Linked DNA regions of Mus musculus: regions 2 and 3 are each linked to region 1. A link is a contact called in public HiChIP or PLAC-seq and capture Hi-C data. All regions are on one chromosome and are shown on one strand. The core of a region is the stretch at or near the end of the contact, and the rest is flanking DNA. Distances in the headings are between cores, read along the strand shown. Region 1 overlaps Gm11682 (predicted gene 11682). Region 2 has its middle 140 kb from the start of Kcnj2. Region 3 has its middle 23 kb from the start of Kcnj2.

Region 1 (5,166 bases), core at 1,941-4,440:
GAAATCATTTCTTAAAGAAGGAGGGAGATGTAGCAGGTAGAAGAATGGTGGGAAGGAACAAGAGAAGAAATGGGAAGACAACAAAAGAGGAGGTCGAAGGAAAGAACCTTGGTGCCTACTTTCTGGTTCTCTGCTGACTGTTGCTTTACTTCACAGGGGGGCTTTGCCACGTGGGATAGGTTACTGTGTCGTTCCAATAATTTTTTTAAGACTTATTTATTTTATGTATGTGAGTACACTATAGCTGTCTTCAAACACACCAGAGGAGGGCATCAGATCCCTTTACTGATGGTTCTGAGCCACCATGTAGTGGCTGAGAACTTGACTCAGGACCTCTGGAAGAGCAGTTGATGCTCTTAATCGCTGAGTCATCTCTCCAGCCCATCATTCTGATGATTTAAATGGAGGAGATTATACAGGTAAATTTATTAACAAATAAATACCTTTCTGAGTTTATTCATTCTCCGTGAACATGTTCCTAGGTTGAAACTTCGCCTAGGGATCTTGCTTATAAACACAGAGCAAGCGAAGAGCAGGAGAGATGGCTTAATGGTTTAAAATGCTTGCTGCTGTCCCAGAGGACCCAAGCTCGGTTCCCAGCACCCCTGTCAGGCAACTCACAAACTCCAGTAACTCCAACTCCAGGGGATCTGGCGCCCTCTTCTGGTCTCCTCTGCACACACAGCCCACACTTAAACACATAAATCAATAATAAAAATAAGTCTCAAAAGCTGAAATAGCAAGCAGGCTGGGGAGATGGTTTGATGAGTAAAAGCGTGTGCCATGTAAGTGGGAGGACCTGAATTTGGATCCCCCAATTTCACATCCAAAAGCCAAGCACCGCCACAGGAGTGGGGCTAGGGGTAGGTGGATCCCAAGAGCTCAGCATCCAGTCAGCTTTTGCCTCCTTTAACAAAGAGAAGACATTCACATCACACTACATTGGGGAAGACTGGGTGAAGCAAGCTCTTTGCGTCTATTGTGCAGACACAAAGACCTCAGGAACACACGTTGATTCTAGACTCCCATTTAATGTCTTCACTGAGGACGAGTCTGGTCTCTCTGACAATCTCTTCTTCCTGTGGACAAGGACTCCTGGGGTCAGGTAGAGGGGATGGGAGGAGGTGTCGACTTGAAGAGGCTTATCCATGCATAAAGTACCGCCTGTGGTAGGTTTTCCGGTAGAGGCTAGTTTAGGATTGGAACACTCAAATAGTTCCTGCTTCCTCCCAGTTGGCAGAAAGCGCATCTCTTTCCTCCCCACATCCTCTATTGAGTTTGGTAGGAATGTAGGAAACGCCATTTGATTGTGTCCACTGCCATCCTTATCAAACTGCAGAGTTGTCTTTTAAGACTCACCAGCAGATTCAAATGATATTAGAAGTTTTCAGAAGTGTGTATGCTGAGGAAAGGGAGGCAAATAGTAGGCTATATACTCAATGTGGTTGAAAGCACAGCAGCTGGCGGAAATCCACAGGTTCAAATCACAGATGTTTCGATTAATTTGTATTAACCAAGTTACCAGCCTTTTTGAACTTCGATGTTCCTATCTATAAAAGGGGATAGAAATTTAAAATAAAAACGAAAGAAAGAAAATGAAGCCCAAGAAGATGGAAGACCAAAATGTGGATAAACAAAATACTCACAGGAGGAAATATGGAGACAAAGTGTGGAGCAGAGACTGAAGGAAAGGCCATCCAGAGACCGCCTCACCTGGGGATCCATCCCATATACAGTCACTAAACCAGACACTCTTGTGGATGCCAACAAGTACTTACTGACAGGAGCCTGATATAGCTGTCTCCTGAGAGGCTCTGCTAGAGCCTGACAAATATAGAGGTGGATGCTCAAAGCCACACATTGGACTGAGTGTGGGGTCCCCAATGGAGGAGTTAGAGAAGGGACTGAAGGAGCTGAGGGGGTTTGCAGCCCCATGGAGGGAGCAACAGTGTCAACCGGCCAAACCCCCTACAGCTGGAGGGGGGTGGGGACTGGACCACCAAGCAAAGAGTACACATGGAGGGACCCATGGTTCCAGCAGCATATGTGGCAGAGGATGGCCTTGTTGGACATCAGTGGGAGGAGTGGCCCTTGGGCCTGAGGGTGTTCAATGCCCCAATGTAGGAGAATGCCAGGGAGGGAAGACAAAAGTGGATAGGTGGGTGGGTGGGTGGGAGAGCACCCTCATAGAGGCAGTTGGGGGGGGGGGGAGATGGGATAGGGGGGTTCCAAAGAGGAGACCTGGAAAGGAGAAAATATTTGAAATGTAAACAAAGAAACTATCCAATAGAAAGAAAAGAAAAGAAAGGAAAAGAAAAGAAAAGTAAAGAAAAGAAAAGAAAAGAAAAGAAAGAAAAAAGAGGGGAGGGGAGGGGAGGGGAGGGGAGGGGAGGGGAGGGGAGGGAAGGGAAGGGAAGGGAAGGGAAGGGAAGGGAAGGGAAAGAGAGAGAGAAGAGAAGAGAAGAGAAGAGAAGAGAAGAGAAGAGAAGAGAAAGAAAAAACTCATGCTGGATATGAAGATTAAATGAAATCACCCAACTAGTCACTAAGAAATAATGACTGAGACTATCCCATGCCAATCAGTTATTGTAACAGTTTTATGGCTGCCATGTTTGCTGAAGTCTTATCTTAAGGAAGACATTGAGCTAAGTAGGTGGTGAACTAATTACTTCAGTTGACGTAAAAACAGCCTATTGCATCCTTCCCGGCTTCCCTGTGAACAGCTAAGTCACCTAAGAGATAAAGAGACACTCAAGACTGTGCATCCCACAGCCAGAACGTCCGACAGAAGTGTCTAAGTCGTCCAGTACCCTGGACTCTATCAGCACTTTTGTAATACTTCCTCTTTAAAAGTGTCCCGTAGCCATGATTCGTGAGCAACTGCAGCGTCTTACTCAAGTCTGTTTCCTGTTTTTCAAACGTTAAATCTGATTGACTTGACCCTGTTATTATTTTCCAGTAAATATACTGAAATTCTAACGGGAGGAGGAAGAAGAGGGGCTCAAAATTTGATCCACTAGAAAATAGAATGATAAATATCAGGTTTGTGCCCTCCTTGGGTATAGATCCCTAGTGGTCTTTCTTTTAAAATTTTATTTTTATTTTGCGAGCGTGACTGGTTTTCTGCATGCATTGTAGGTGTACCAAGCACACACTCCTGGTTCCAGAGGAAGCCAGAAGAGGATATCAGACCCTCCCAAACTGGAGTTCTAGATATTTGTGAGCCTCCACGTGAATGCTAGGAATAGAGTCTGAAAGGCTAGTTAATGCAAGCAACCACTGGCCATACCTCTAGCCCTCACTATTTCTTCTAAAGACACTTGAAAAGCTCGTGTCTCCTAGACTCAGTTGCCTTAGGATACAAAGCGCGTGCGCGCACACACCCCAACCAGACCCACTGTTTGGCTAGAAATGCCCGCGTTTAAGGATGGCTCACGGGTCTTTCATTTGCCTTCTTAGCCTGACTTTACCTAGGAAATTTCTTGCCCTTGCCGCGACACATAGAGAATCCAGTGTGTTTTGCTGCCCCCTTGTGGTCACTTTAAATCGGACGGAAATTTTCCAATTGAAACACCTCCTAGTCAACACACTCTGTTCAACGTTATCACTGATGGAAAATGTGTATATGCACGACCACACGATCACACTGAGCACTGTAATGCTCAAATAATTTCATAAGACTAAACTCTTAACTGCATTTGAAAGAGGCTTTCTGATGGAAACTCCCAAACTAAAATGACGCTTCATTTCTCCAAAATGTAGTATCATATATGCCAGTAACCTCAAAGAATAACGAGTTTGTCACGTTGTCCACATAAATATGGCCTTATTTGGAAAACGGAGAATTTTAAATATTTCGTTGTGTTCCCTGCTATTTAAGAGGATTCAGATGGCATAGACGTGCTGAATAAACAGTTAAGATAGTCTGCCTTTAGAAAGGAAGAGGCCGACTATGAGAATCTAGGCGTCAGTTTAAAAGAGCTCATTTCTCAGCACTGAGGAAATGTTAGCGTTTGCGACTGTAACTGAGAAATTGATCGGGGGAGGGGAAGAAGAGCCAAAAAAGAATAAAACTACTACTAATTATGTGAATTGATCAAAATACACATGGAAATTTCCACGAAATTTCTATTTTTTTTAACTAGGAAGTTTAAAATAAAGTCAATGAATTTAAATGGTTTCCCAGCCTCCGTTGTGCAAGCAATTAAGGCTTATTCACATCCAAACCACTCCTAAACCGTACACAACATTAATACAAAAGTTTCCCAAAACTATGACAAACATAAACATTTTAAGAGATAAATATGAAACAATAATAAATATTTGAAAATACATCCTGGTTTTCCAGGGTTCTTTTTTTTTTTAATCCTCTTTTATCACATTTTACTCTTTGCAGCCCTGGAGAATTGGGTAGCTAAGTGATTATGAGCTCCGGCTGCTTTTGCAGAGGACTCAGAGCCTAGCTGGTGGTTTATAAACAACTCTATTTCCAGCCCAGGGGGATCTGAAGCCCTCTTCTGGCCTCTTTGGGAACTTCATGCACATGGTGCACAAATACACATGCAAACCAAAATATCCACACACATAGAATAAAAATAAATCTTTTTAAACTTCTAACTCTTCGCTACCCTCACTTACATCAGCATATTATATTGCCTTTGGTATAGCATAACCATTTATAAAGTACATATATTGCTTATAACAAATTATATATTATTATATATAGCAAATAGTGATACATTAGCATATATAATATAAGCCCTTTGTGAACCGTATTAATATATTTATTATAAGATACAACCTTATATAATATGAATAGTCAATATAAATTTTTACTGCATTATGTAATGCAAGTATTTTATAAAATGATTCCTGTTATATATTAACATATTAAGTATGTATGAAACATTAAATTTATTACGTGTTAATATACTATGTGAACATACAATACAAAATAGTATAGGAACATAAGTACAGTGATTATTTAGATGGTGAGTAGAAATCTATTACTTTGTGGAGAAGTTGCTGAGGATGTTTATATGTTATTAGGCCATAAATATTCAGTTATGTAATCTGTATACATGACAGAACATATTAATAAAATGTATAAGTAGTAAAAAGTCACAGATTTGAGCCTTTTAAATGAATTCCAATATCTTACCCCAA
Region 2 (5,166 bases), core at 1,316-3,815, 670 kb before region 1:
ATGCCTTCTCGGCTGGCTCACCTTCAGTGTGGAGCCCTGCCTGGCTCTCTCTTTTAACTTTACTCTGTTTAACTGGAATGAATGGGACTTCTCCTAAAGCCCATTTTCTAGTCCCCACTGGGGTTCTATTTGAATCTTATTACATTCAATGCACCCCCACCCCCTGCTTCCAGGAACATAAAAAGCAAATGACCTCAGACTGACAGCTCCTGGCTTAAAAGATTTAGGCTCTAAAGCAGAAACTCCCTTGGAAGGCTCCTCCACTTGAAAGGCTGCAGAGCTTCCTTGGATGTATGTTAAGGGCACGCATTCTCCTGTGAAAACTCAAAATGTTTATATCTTTGCTGGAATCATAAAAACACCTAGCTGGAAAAAATTTCCATTAGAAGCCTGCTCCTGCTGCCTCCTTGCAGGAAGAATAAACAAACAGGACCCCATTGCTGTCTTGAGGACAGGAAGTGTCTCCTGATGTCAAACATAATAACTAACCTACTTCCATCTGCATATCGGGTCCCAGGAGGCCCATGGAACGCTTCCTACAGAAATGGCTCTTCCTTCCCACTTCCAGGTCGCCTTCTTTCAGCAAGAGCCATGTGTGGTGCATGGGAACAGGATGTATTCAGACTCTGGGCACTCTGCTTTATAGGCTGGGCTAGAGGTGGAGAAGACCTTACAGTCCCCAAGCATGGCTCTGTTTCCGGATGGCCACTGCTGACAGTCCTGTGCCTGGAGTTTTCCCAGTCAAGACCACTGGCTCCTTTCAACAGTAGCTGCACTAAGGAGGAGAGAGAGAAATTTTGTTAAGCCTGTTGGCATTTAGTCTAAGGCTCCGCCCCACAGTTTCCTGGCAACAGACAAGTGTGCCTGACTCACTATGAAAGGGGCTGCTTGCCCCTTTCACTCACTCTCAAGTCCTCACTCTCTTGCTCTCCTGCTTTTGTTCCCCTCTCTTCTCTCTTGCCCCTGCTCCTTACCCTCTTTCTCCCTATTCATCTCCCACCTCTCTCTCTCCCTCTCCCCCTCCTCCTCTCCCAACCCCTCCCCTTCTCCCTCTTCCTTTCTCTCAATGCCCCTCCCCATACCCTGAATAAACTCTACTCTCTACTATACCATAGTGTGGCTGATACCTCAGGAGGAAGGGATGCCTCAGCATGGGCCCACAGAGGCACTCCCTTGCCCCACACTATATTGCACCTCCACCAAACACACAGTCCTTCCTTATCTTTTAATAAAACACGACAAAGGCTGCATTCGAAAGCCCCCGAGTCCTTCTTACTTGTCCTCTAGTGCTGTGGCAGTCTTTGAAGATTCACATGATTCTAATTAGTTCCATTCACATGACACTTACTGCTTTTAATTTATTTTTAAAAAAGGATGGTTGGTTTAAAAATAGTAGGTGCCAGGCTGTGGGACTTGTTCCGTGATTAGAGCACTTGCCACAGAAGTATAAGGAACTGAATTAGGATCTCCATGTAGGCAGCCAGTCCGTAATCCTAGCACTTAGGAGGCAGAGCCAAGGGATTACCAAAACAAGCTGGCTATTTGGGGTCAAGTGAGAGACTCTGCCTTAATGAATAGAGTGAGGTGAGGCTGAAGATGACACAGACATCTGCTCAGGATCTTCACCCATGAACATAGGTGCATGTGCACCTGCACATACATGTGAACACACCTAGTGTCCGGTGCCACAGAATTAAGCTGCTGCTATTTGATCACTGTGAGGATAGTGTCTAAGACCTGAAGGCAAAAGAGACAGTTTCTTCTTGGACAAGGTAGCCCCTCCTTTCTCTGCTTGTTTAAAGAACAGATAGAGTGTAGGTTAGCTCATAAAATTGGCAGGATACATTTTCAGGAGATGAAAAAAGACCCAAGCCAATCTTGGAGGGATCAACGGGTAATAAGGTGTAGGATTATGTCCCATAGAGTCAGATTATAGGTGGTGAGCTTCACACAGAAAGTTGATCCTTTGGGACCATTTGTCCCATCTTTGAACCTACTTCCTACAAAAATGAAAAGAAAGAAAAGGGGGGAGGGAGGGAGGGAGGGAGGGAGGGAGGGAGGGAGGGAGGGAGAGAGAGGAAGAAGAAGAAGAAGAAGAAGAAGAAGAAGAAGAAGAAGAAGAAGAAGAAGAAGAAGAAGAAGAAGAAGAAGAGAAGGAGGAGGAGGAAGAGGAGGAGGAGAAGAGGAGGAGGAGAAGAGGAGGAGGAGGAGAAGAGGAGGAGAGGAGGAGGAGGAGAGGAGGAGGAGGAGGAGGAGGAGAGGAGAGAAAAGAAAAGAAAGGAAAGGAAAAGAAAAGAAAAGAAAAGAAAAGAAAAGAAAAGAAAAGAAAGAGTTACACAGTTTGCAAATAATTTCAGATCTCTATCAAATCCCTGAGGCTGAGGCTGAGTCCTTGGATTCAGATTTGTAATGACACCCAGAAAGACACATGAAAGGCAATGGGCAGACAAAGTGCTGGCAGGATAGAAGGATGCTGGAACACAAAGAGGAAGCACCAGTGTGGAAGCCAGCCTTGCCATAGTCTGCTGTGGATCCCATGGTATGCTCCAAATTCTCTTGAGCTGATATGGCAAAGGCAAGGCTGGCTTCCACACTGGTGCTTCCTCTTTGTGTTCCAGCATCATTTATTCACAAAGAGGCAGCAGTTTTTTCTTCCCCTTTCTCATCCTAAGCACAGTCAACTGAGAGAGATTCTGGGATAGAGTTAGCATGCTGACACTAACCATTCAGCTTTCATTTCTTGGTTTATCCCTGGTTGCAGGGAGGGGAGGGTGTTATCAGACTCTCCAACTCTCCACTCCTTGGGTTCTGTACTTATTCTGTCCTGAAATTGCATGTCCACTTTATCTGTTCAGTTGATTTTCAGCTCTCATGTTGTCATGTGATGGTTTGATCTTAACAAGGATAGGTGTCTCTTCAAACACTGAGCATCTGAATTTGCTCACAGATCAAAGTGTGTGTTTGTGTGTGTGTGTGTGTGTGTGTGTGAGAGAGAGAGAGAGAGAGAGAGACAGACAGACAGACAGACAGACAGACAGACAGACAAACAGACAGAGAGACAGAGATTCCATTCAGTCTTTGGTTTCCTGGGTGTAGTGTTTGACCCAGGGAGTGGCACTATTTGGAGGTGTGGCCTTGGAGTAAGTGTGTCACTGTGGCTGTGAGCTTTAAGACCCTCTTCCTCGCTGCCTGGAAGACAGTATTTTCCTAGCAGTCTCCGGATGAAGGTTTAGAACTCTCAGTTCCCCCTACGATGCTCCCACCTCGATGATAATGGACTGAACTTCTGAAACTGTAAGCTGGTCCCAGTTGAATGTTGTCCTTATGGAAGTTGTCTTGGCCATGGTGTCTATTCACAGCAGTGTCAAACCCTAACTAAGACACTGGGTTTTATGGCAAGCATATTTGTCCAAAATTGATTCTGTTCCCAAGAAGCCCCATTTTAACACTTTCACAATCTTCCCAAAGCAGTTTCTCAACCCTCAAATAATCCTTGACAACCAACTTTATAACCAACATTCTTAAAAGTCACTTAGTATTTTATAAAATCAATATTCTTAAGCCATTATTTAAACATTTGCAGCCCCACCCCCACCCCGTTTGTCTGTTTAACTGGTCCATATTTCTGAACTTAGTTTCTGATAAACCTGTGGAATAAATATTCTGATTAATTCCACAGTACCTGGCAAAGTATCTGTACTTTTTAATATATAAAGATTACTTCATGGCTTAGCAAATCTGCTTCAATAACAAATATCAATGTTGTTCTCATCTTGCTGAAACCGAGAGCGGATGTGTTAGTTTTGATGATGTTTTGCTGATCTTCTTGGTTATTTTAATGTAATTTTCTCATTTTCAAACATGGTCCCTGGTTTTTTTTTACAAGTGTCTTCCTCTGAGCTTGGCTAGTTCTGAGGGATTCCCTTACATCCTACGGAGTTGTTCCAGTACATTCCCCTACTGTTAGTAACAAATAATGCCAGTTTGTTTCTGATCCTAGATCTGATTCTTCCCTCAGCTACACTTACAAATACAATAAAGGGAATAAAGACACCAGGTCTCACCAGCATTTGTTTTTACCAGATGTGGAAGAGAATTAAAACATGAAGGAAATATGGAGGATGTGGAAAAGAAAACTCAGAATTGTTTAGCAGATGATACTACAAAGAGTAGATATAAAAAAAAACAAAAACAAAAAACCAAAAACAAACCCACTGTTGGGTGGGGCCTCCACTTCAGGTAGACAAATCCATCAGAAAGTTACCCTAACCCTAACAAATAGAAAAATAGAACAGATAATCTATAATGCAGGACATGTTTTTTGAACAGATTAAGAAATAAGATGAATGCCAGATGGTATTAGCTAGGATCCACTCAAGAACTCTTTTAAGTCTGGGGGCTCAACCTAAGGGGTAACACAATATCTGAGCACGTGCAAGGCTGTACTCTGATCCCCAGTGTGTGTGTGTGTGTGTGTGTGTGTGTGTGTGTGTGTGTGTGTGTTTGTGTGTGTGTGTGTGCATGTGCACTCATGTGCGTGCGGGTTGGGGAATAGAAGAGGAAAGAGGAAGGCAAAGAAATAAAGAGTAAGGAAGAGCAGAATCCCAGCATAACATAAAAAATTACAACACAATCCCAATGAATTAATATTTAGAAATATACTTGACAAGAGATATGAAAGTCTATATGGAGCTACAAACACTAATGTGCGGAGTCAAGCTGTAAAGGGGAAAGCTTCACTTTACAACTCCTTTTATGAGAAGGGAAACATGGTCAGTGTTGTTCATCCACAATTCAGTTTAAGTATTAACCTCAATCAAAGTGTCCTTGTGAACATGAAAACTGACCAATTTATTTGAAAAAAAAAACATTTTGAAAAATATATATTTACTTTTGCTTGTCACTCATGAATGTTTTGCCCACACATGTTTGTGCTCTATATGTGTGGATGGTGGTAGTAGAGGCCAGAAAAAAATCCTCAGTTCCCCTGAAACATGAGTTAGAGATGTTAGAGGTTGCCATGTTGATGCCGGAACTTGAACCTGGACCCTCTGGGAGAGAAGCTCTTAAATGCCTAGCCATCTCTCTAGCCCTGAAAAAAAATTAAAAAAAAATAAAAAAACAATTTTGAAAAATAGAACTGAAGTCAGAAAGAATGAACAAAAT
Region 3 (5,166 bases), core at 1,514-4,013, 550 kb before region 1:
CTGAAAACTGCTGCTTTATAGCATAAACTCAAACTGCATGACATAAATATGATCTGAATAAATTGAAGTCCCAGATTTTTTTCCTTCTGTGATCCAGCAGAGTTAGATACATGAGAATAGCCTGCAAAGGAAGCAGAGCTACCTTACCTGAGTCAGAGGGAATTGAGCTAGCCAGACTTCCATCTTCTGGGCATATCAAAGTGCCCCGTCTAAAGTAAGACATCTGTAATGAGGCTAACGAAGAGCCATGGGTCAAGTTGCAGCAGGAGTGATGGTAAATCCATGAGAATGAGTCAATGTTGGATTAAAACAAAGAATGTAATTGATGGAGACCTCTCAAATATACGTGTTGGGATGTGCTGAGCAGTCAGCTTGAGAGGATCTGTAGCAGCATGTGGAAGATTTACATAAATGTGAACTCATGCCCAGAACATAAGTGTGACTCGAAACATTGCAGCTCTGGGCTCAGGAAAACGGCACACAGAATCAGATGCCACTGGTTGTAAATAAAAATGAATAAAACGTGAGCATCCTTCCCTAACACTTGACACTTAAGTGAACTCTGGTGCTATTAGAGGAGGCTGGATGAACTGGCCTCGGGAGTTAAAGGGCTAGGGAGAGCCACATGCGTCACCCTCCTCCCTATGAGAGGAGAAGGATATGGCTCTGCTGCAAAAGAGGGTGGTAACTTGGAATCAACTCAATTGGACGTGCTGAGGAATGTTGACAGACGATAAGTTGAGTCTACCTGCCTGGTAGTACCTAATTTGATGTGTCCACCTATAAGATACTTACCTAACCCTCAAATTCAAGAGGGGTGTCTCCTGCTTGGAACCAGCCCTCTCTGCTGACTCTTCTCTTTGTCACTGTATCTATATTGTGACTTTTTAGCCAGGTACTCTTTCTCCAAATCTAAACAATTTCCAGGTCATGGAGACTCCCCTTCTGCCTCCAGAACTGATAGCTTTCCTTCTCTTCGAAAGTTCAAGTACTCACCATCTCTCACTTGAAATATCACCACAGGCTTGTAACAGGTATACTTATCTCTGTCTGCATCTCTTGCTCCTCCAGTCAATTTTATGTATTTGACACTTCATCTTTTTAAGAGGCAACATAGCTCTATCGCTCTCTCAGCCAATGAAACTTCAGTGACTGTTCACAGTCTTCTATCTCTATGGTTTCCTGACCCTAGCACTAAAACTCTTAAGACACCTTCTCAGCCTTATTTCCCACTGACATCTCCACACACCCATTTTATTGCTACACTGTTCTCAACAGACATGAGTCAGACCATCTGTTCATCAATATATGAACTGATAAAGTGAAGAAGATAAATCACAAGGAAGGAGAAAGTCATGTCATGTTCAGTCAAACTGAGATCACTGTGTTAAGTAAAATAAACCAACATCGAAAAGACGGGTCCCACTGGATTTGATCTCAATGTGGAATCTGAGAACATGGAAGGATGGGTCTGTAAACAGACTCAGAATAGAATAGAATACTGTTAGTAATAAGCAAAGGGAGGAAGGTGGGGGAGATAGGGAAATAAATAACAATAGCAAAAGAGTGATTGTAGTAAAAGTGCAGCCATATTTATATACGGAAATGTCATAACTCATCTTTGAGTTTGTACATTAAAAAAGGAGACAAGAAAATTTAACTATAATCCAGAGTGATTTTCTCAGTTTCAGGACTGTGGGAAGGATAGCCTGGATAATTCTTTGTCGGGGGCAGGGCTTTATCAATACCCCTAACTATTAACAAATGTTAAAATATCAGAAGATACTGTCACAGGTCTCAGAGAAGGAAATGTTGTCCTAGACAATAGAGATCTATTTTGTTATCCAGATATGGCTTAAATCTCTCCCCACCCCCATGTCCACACTCTTGTCTCTTTATTGCACTAGAATGCTGAGAACTCTGATACTGTCTGTGGAGTCCGGCCTTAAACACTTGATTCTCCTGACTCTTCCCCCCTAGTTTTGGAAGCTTGGGTGTACAGATGAGTACCATCACACCTGCCCTTCTTTTAATAATAATAAAAAATCCGGCTTATAAACATTATCTTTCACCTTTGTATCACAAAGGTGCTACATAAAGAATTTAAAACAATACTTAAACCACTTATCTTCACCTTTGTTCATTTAATTTGGTTTCTAAAAAAATAATTGAAAAAGAAAGTCAGATAGGCATGCCTATCATCTCAAGAAGTTGAGCAAAGGGTCTACTCCTTTTCAAACAAAAAAAAAAAAAAAACACGGAAAAAATTCCTGGCCTGTTTTAAAATGAATAAACAAATATGTCATGACTTAAGCAAACGATTGTGTATATGATTTAAATCTAATTCCCTCACTTTTTAATGTCTCTGACAAATACCCTCATTTTCTTTTGTAAGTATTTGATTGCCCTATAAATACTGAGAGCATTTTTATTTCAATTTATCTCACTGATAAAAGCAATACTGTCTGCTCTGCTCACTTAGGAAATGAGGAAGACGATAAACTCCACCCCTCTGAAGAGAGACAAAGACAATGCCAAGAGCTAGAGATAGCTGACCTTAGAATTCACTTGGACTTGCCCTGGCTTCTCAGAGTCATTGGAACATTAAACTGGTGATGGCTCTCCTGTGCCTGTCACAATTGGGGAAAGTACCCAGGGCCCCTGATTAGAATTTATTGCGACAGGCTCACTGCCTCACATGTGGGGTTATAAAAACAGGCCCATGTGTACATGCAGAGTCACGGGTGGCAGCCTGTGGTTGAAGGATTGCTGACTCTCTCAGGTTCCAGCCCATAAGGAGGCTGGAAGGGTCTGTTCAAGGGCAGGGTAACTTTGACCACGTGTGGTATGGACCAAGTGAAGATTAAGCTGTTGTGGGCTCTCACAAGCAGATGGAAAGTCAGCTGTGCCCAATATCAAATTAACAACCTGCCCTATTTCCTGAAACTCACCGCTTAATCCGCAGTTCCTGTCCTGATGTCGTAAAAATATTTGTAATCTGCTCTTAATGCTGTACTGTCTGCTGCATCTTAAGCAAGTATAATGGATTTCCATCAAGTTGAAAATAAAACTCCATTAAAATTCATTTCATTTATATTTTTCATTAGGCACTGCAATGTGTAGAAATCCCAAGAACAATATATCAAACTAGAATTTACAAATTGGTTGACTGATCAAGTGATTGAGACAGGTTCATACTACATACCCCTGCAGAACCTGGAACTCACTTTGTAGACTAAGCTGGCTCCAAGAAATAGAAGTGTGCCTGCCTTTGCCTGCTCATTGCCAAGATTTTAAAGGCCTGGTACCACCCACACCTGGCACAAACTGGACACATTGTGTAAACACTTCCAAACACTACTTAACTTGCAGCAATCCATTTAGGAAATATTTAGAATTGGTGTGCCTATACAGTACTATAACCTATGGATTTTATTAAAATGCTACTTATGAAATGTCATAGACAGCACATTCATTACAAACACCAAATAAATGATTAGAAAGGAAACCAGCTAAATCTAATGCAATCTTGGATGAAGTATAAAAAAAGAAAAGCTACATGTTTTCACTGTAGCAAGAGGCTAAGTTACAAATGGGAGGGGCAAATGCAACACCTGCTCAGACCCTGTATTGCTTCTTTTTCAGGCCACGTGAGCACAGACAAGCCATGATAAAGGAATAGAACTGAATGCCCCAAATCGTGATGTCTATATGGTTTTAGGGCTAACGTGGTCCTCTCCCTTACCAATGTCCTAAAAGATATTCTGAGAGTGATACTAGCAATTCTCAGGGAAGGCAGGTTGCCTGTCTGCCTGCCTGCCTGCCTGCCTGCCTGTCTGCCTGTCTGTCTCCTGTCTCCCTGTCTCTGTTTTCCTCTCTGTCTCTCCCTTTCTGCCTCTCTGTCTCTCTCTCCATCTCTGTCTCTTTCCCTCTCCTCCTTCCTCCCTCCCTCCCTCCATTTGTATCTGTCTTCCTGCCAGCCTGCCTTATGTACAGTGATAAATTTTAAAAAATAATAAAACAAGCCTTTTCATAACTGTCAGGAATACCATTTTCCTTACAAAAAAAAAAAAAAAAACCGAGTCCAACAAAAGAAATTAAAGGTTTCATTCTTAGTAGATTTTTCAGGAAGATGTCTGAAACATTAACATCTGATAAGAATTGGCCCTGCAAAATGCAGCAATGTTGAAAAGTAATGCGCTATATATAAAACAAGTGAGAGGGCAGAGTCTCCAGAGTCTGATGAGGAGAAATTCCTCATTGGCACAATGCAGGAGAAGACACATTTTTGTGTCTTCGTTAAAGTGTGCCTTGGTTAAAATGCTGCCAAACCTTGCCACACTTCAGGGACACTACTTCCATGCAAGTTCTAGGAAGGACCAACCTCTTGCTCCTGGGGAGTAGTTGTGGTTTTGGACAATAAGGTCAAGTTTGTTCAGCAAAAGACATCTGGCAGTCCACATACTTTTCTTAAATGGACATTGACCTTAGTAGACTGTATGCCAAGAGACTACCTTCTCTCCAGAAGGACGAGAATAAGGAGCAGGTAGCATGTCCAAACAAGACATGAAATCCTAGCCTTCTTGCCCCCTGAATAGAGTCCAATGCCCCAAGATAAAGGAAATCCAGTCCGTAATCTGATAGGCTTGCTACCTAGCATTTTGCCAGAAACAACGCCTTCCCTTCACACAGGGCCAGAGTCCAGGTGCACAATCTCCAATTCTACAGACAGGAGTAGAAAAGAAAATGTAAGAAAGAAAATCTCCACTTAGCGTTCGAAAGAACTTGACGGGCAGTGCAGTGGAGTGTTTCAGCAACTGTGGGGAAGAACGCTTAGCCTGTGTCTTCCCAGACACTTCATTGGAGACCTTTGGCTTAATTGCTAAGGTCAGAGCACAAATATAGAAATCTAAAATTAGATTACTATAATTGCTTTTCTCCTTCTCCCTAACTCTGCTATGAGCTCTTTGCAAAGAGCACCTTTGAATACGCAGTAGAGATCACAGCTCCAGGTACCTAGTGCTAGAAAACTATTTTGCAAAAAGAAAAAAAAATCATTGTCCAGCATCTGGAAGTTATGGAGAAGAATAACACAGAAAATGAAAAAAAAAAACCATGCTTCTGAAAAATATGTAAATAGCCTATACATAACATCATATTCTTTTG

What was found. HiChIP or PLAC-seq counts read pairs in DNA pulled down with a chosen protein or histone mark. Capture Hi-C pulls out chosen DNA fragments and counts their contacts.
Region 2: a contact with region 1 is called in an H3K4me3 HiChIP or PLAC-seq map of bone marrow-derived macrophages, with 8 times the contacts expected there. The contact joins two enhancer-like sites. A contact is called at or near these places in 1 of 484 Hi-C or Micro-C datasets (bone marrow-derived macrophages), 2 of 115 datasets of contacts at active chromatin or transcription factors (bone marrow-derived macrophages and embryonic basal ganglia) and 1 of 9 other capture datasets (macrophages).
Region 3: a capture Hi-C map of bone marrow-derived macrophages shows a contact between it and region 1, with 19 times the contacts expected there. The contact joins two enhancer-like sites. A contact is called at or near these places in 1 of 484 Hi-C or Micro-C datasets (bone marrow-derived macrophages), 2 of 115 datasets of contacts at active chromatin or transcription factors (bone marrow-derived macrophages and microglia) and 1 of 9 other capture datasets (bone marrow-derived macrophages).

The regions. Positions count from the first base shown.
Region 1 is chr11:110,536,080-110,541,245 of GRCm38.p6, reverse strand. All of the region lies in intron 2 of Gm11682 (predicted gene 11682), which reads right to left. Among named protein-coding and RNA genes, the nearest start is that of Gm11682, 5.0 kb to the right of the region's middle. Within about 2 kb of position 3,190, at least 40 of the 459 cell types and tissues checked have an H3K27ac peak or open chromatin away from gene starts, as enhancers often do. A contact at or near this core is called in bone marrow-derived macrophages and microglia, where this site is marked.
Region 2 is chr11:111,208,165-111,213,330 of GRCm38.p6, reverse strand. No RefSeq gene overlaps it. Among named protein-coding and RNA genes, the nearest start is that of Kcnj2, 140 kb to the right of the region's middle. Within about 2 kb of position 2,565, at least 5 of the 459 cell types and tissues checked have an H3K27ac peak or open chromatin away from gene starts, as enhancers often do. A contact at or near this core is called in bone marrow-derived macrophages, where this site is marked.
Region 3 is chr11:111,086,563-111,091,728 of GRCm38.p6, reverse strand. No RefSeq gene overlaps it. Among named protein-coding and RNA genes, the nearest start is that of Kcnj2, 23 kb to the right of the region's middle. Within about 2 kb of position 2,763, at least 42 of the 459 cell types and tissues checked have an H3K27ac peak or open chromatin away from gene starts, as enhancers often do. A contact at or near this core is called in bone marrow-derived macrophages and microglia, where this site is marked.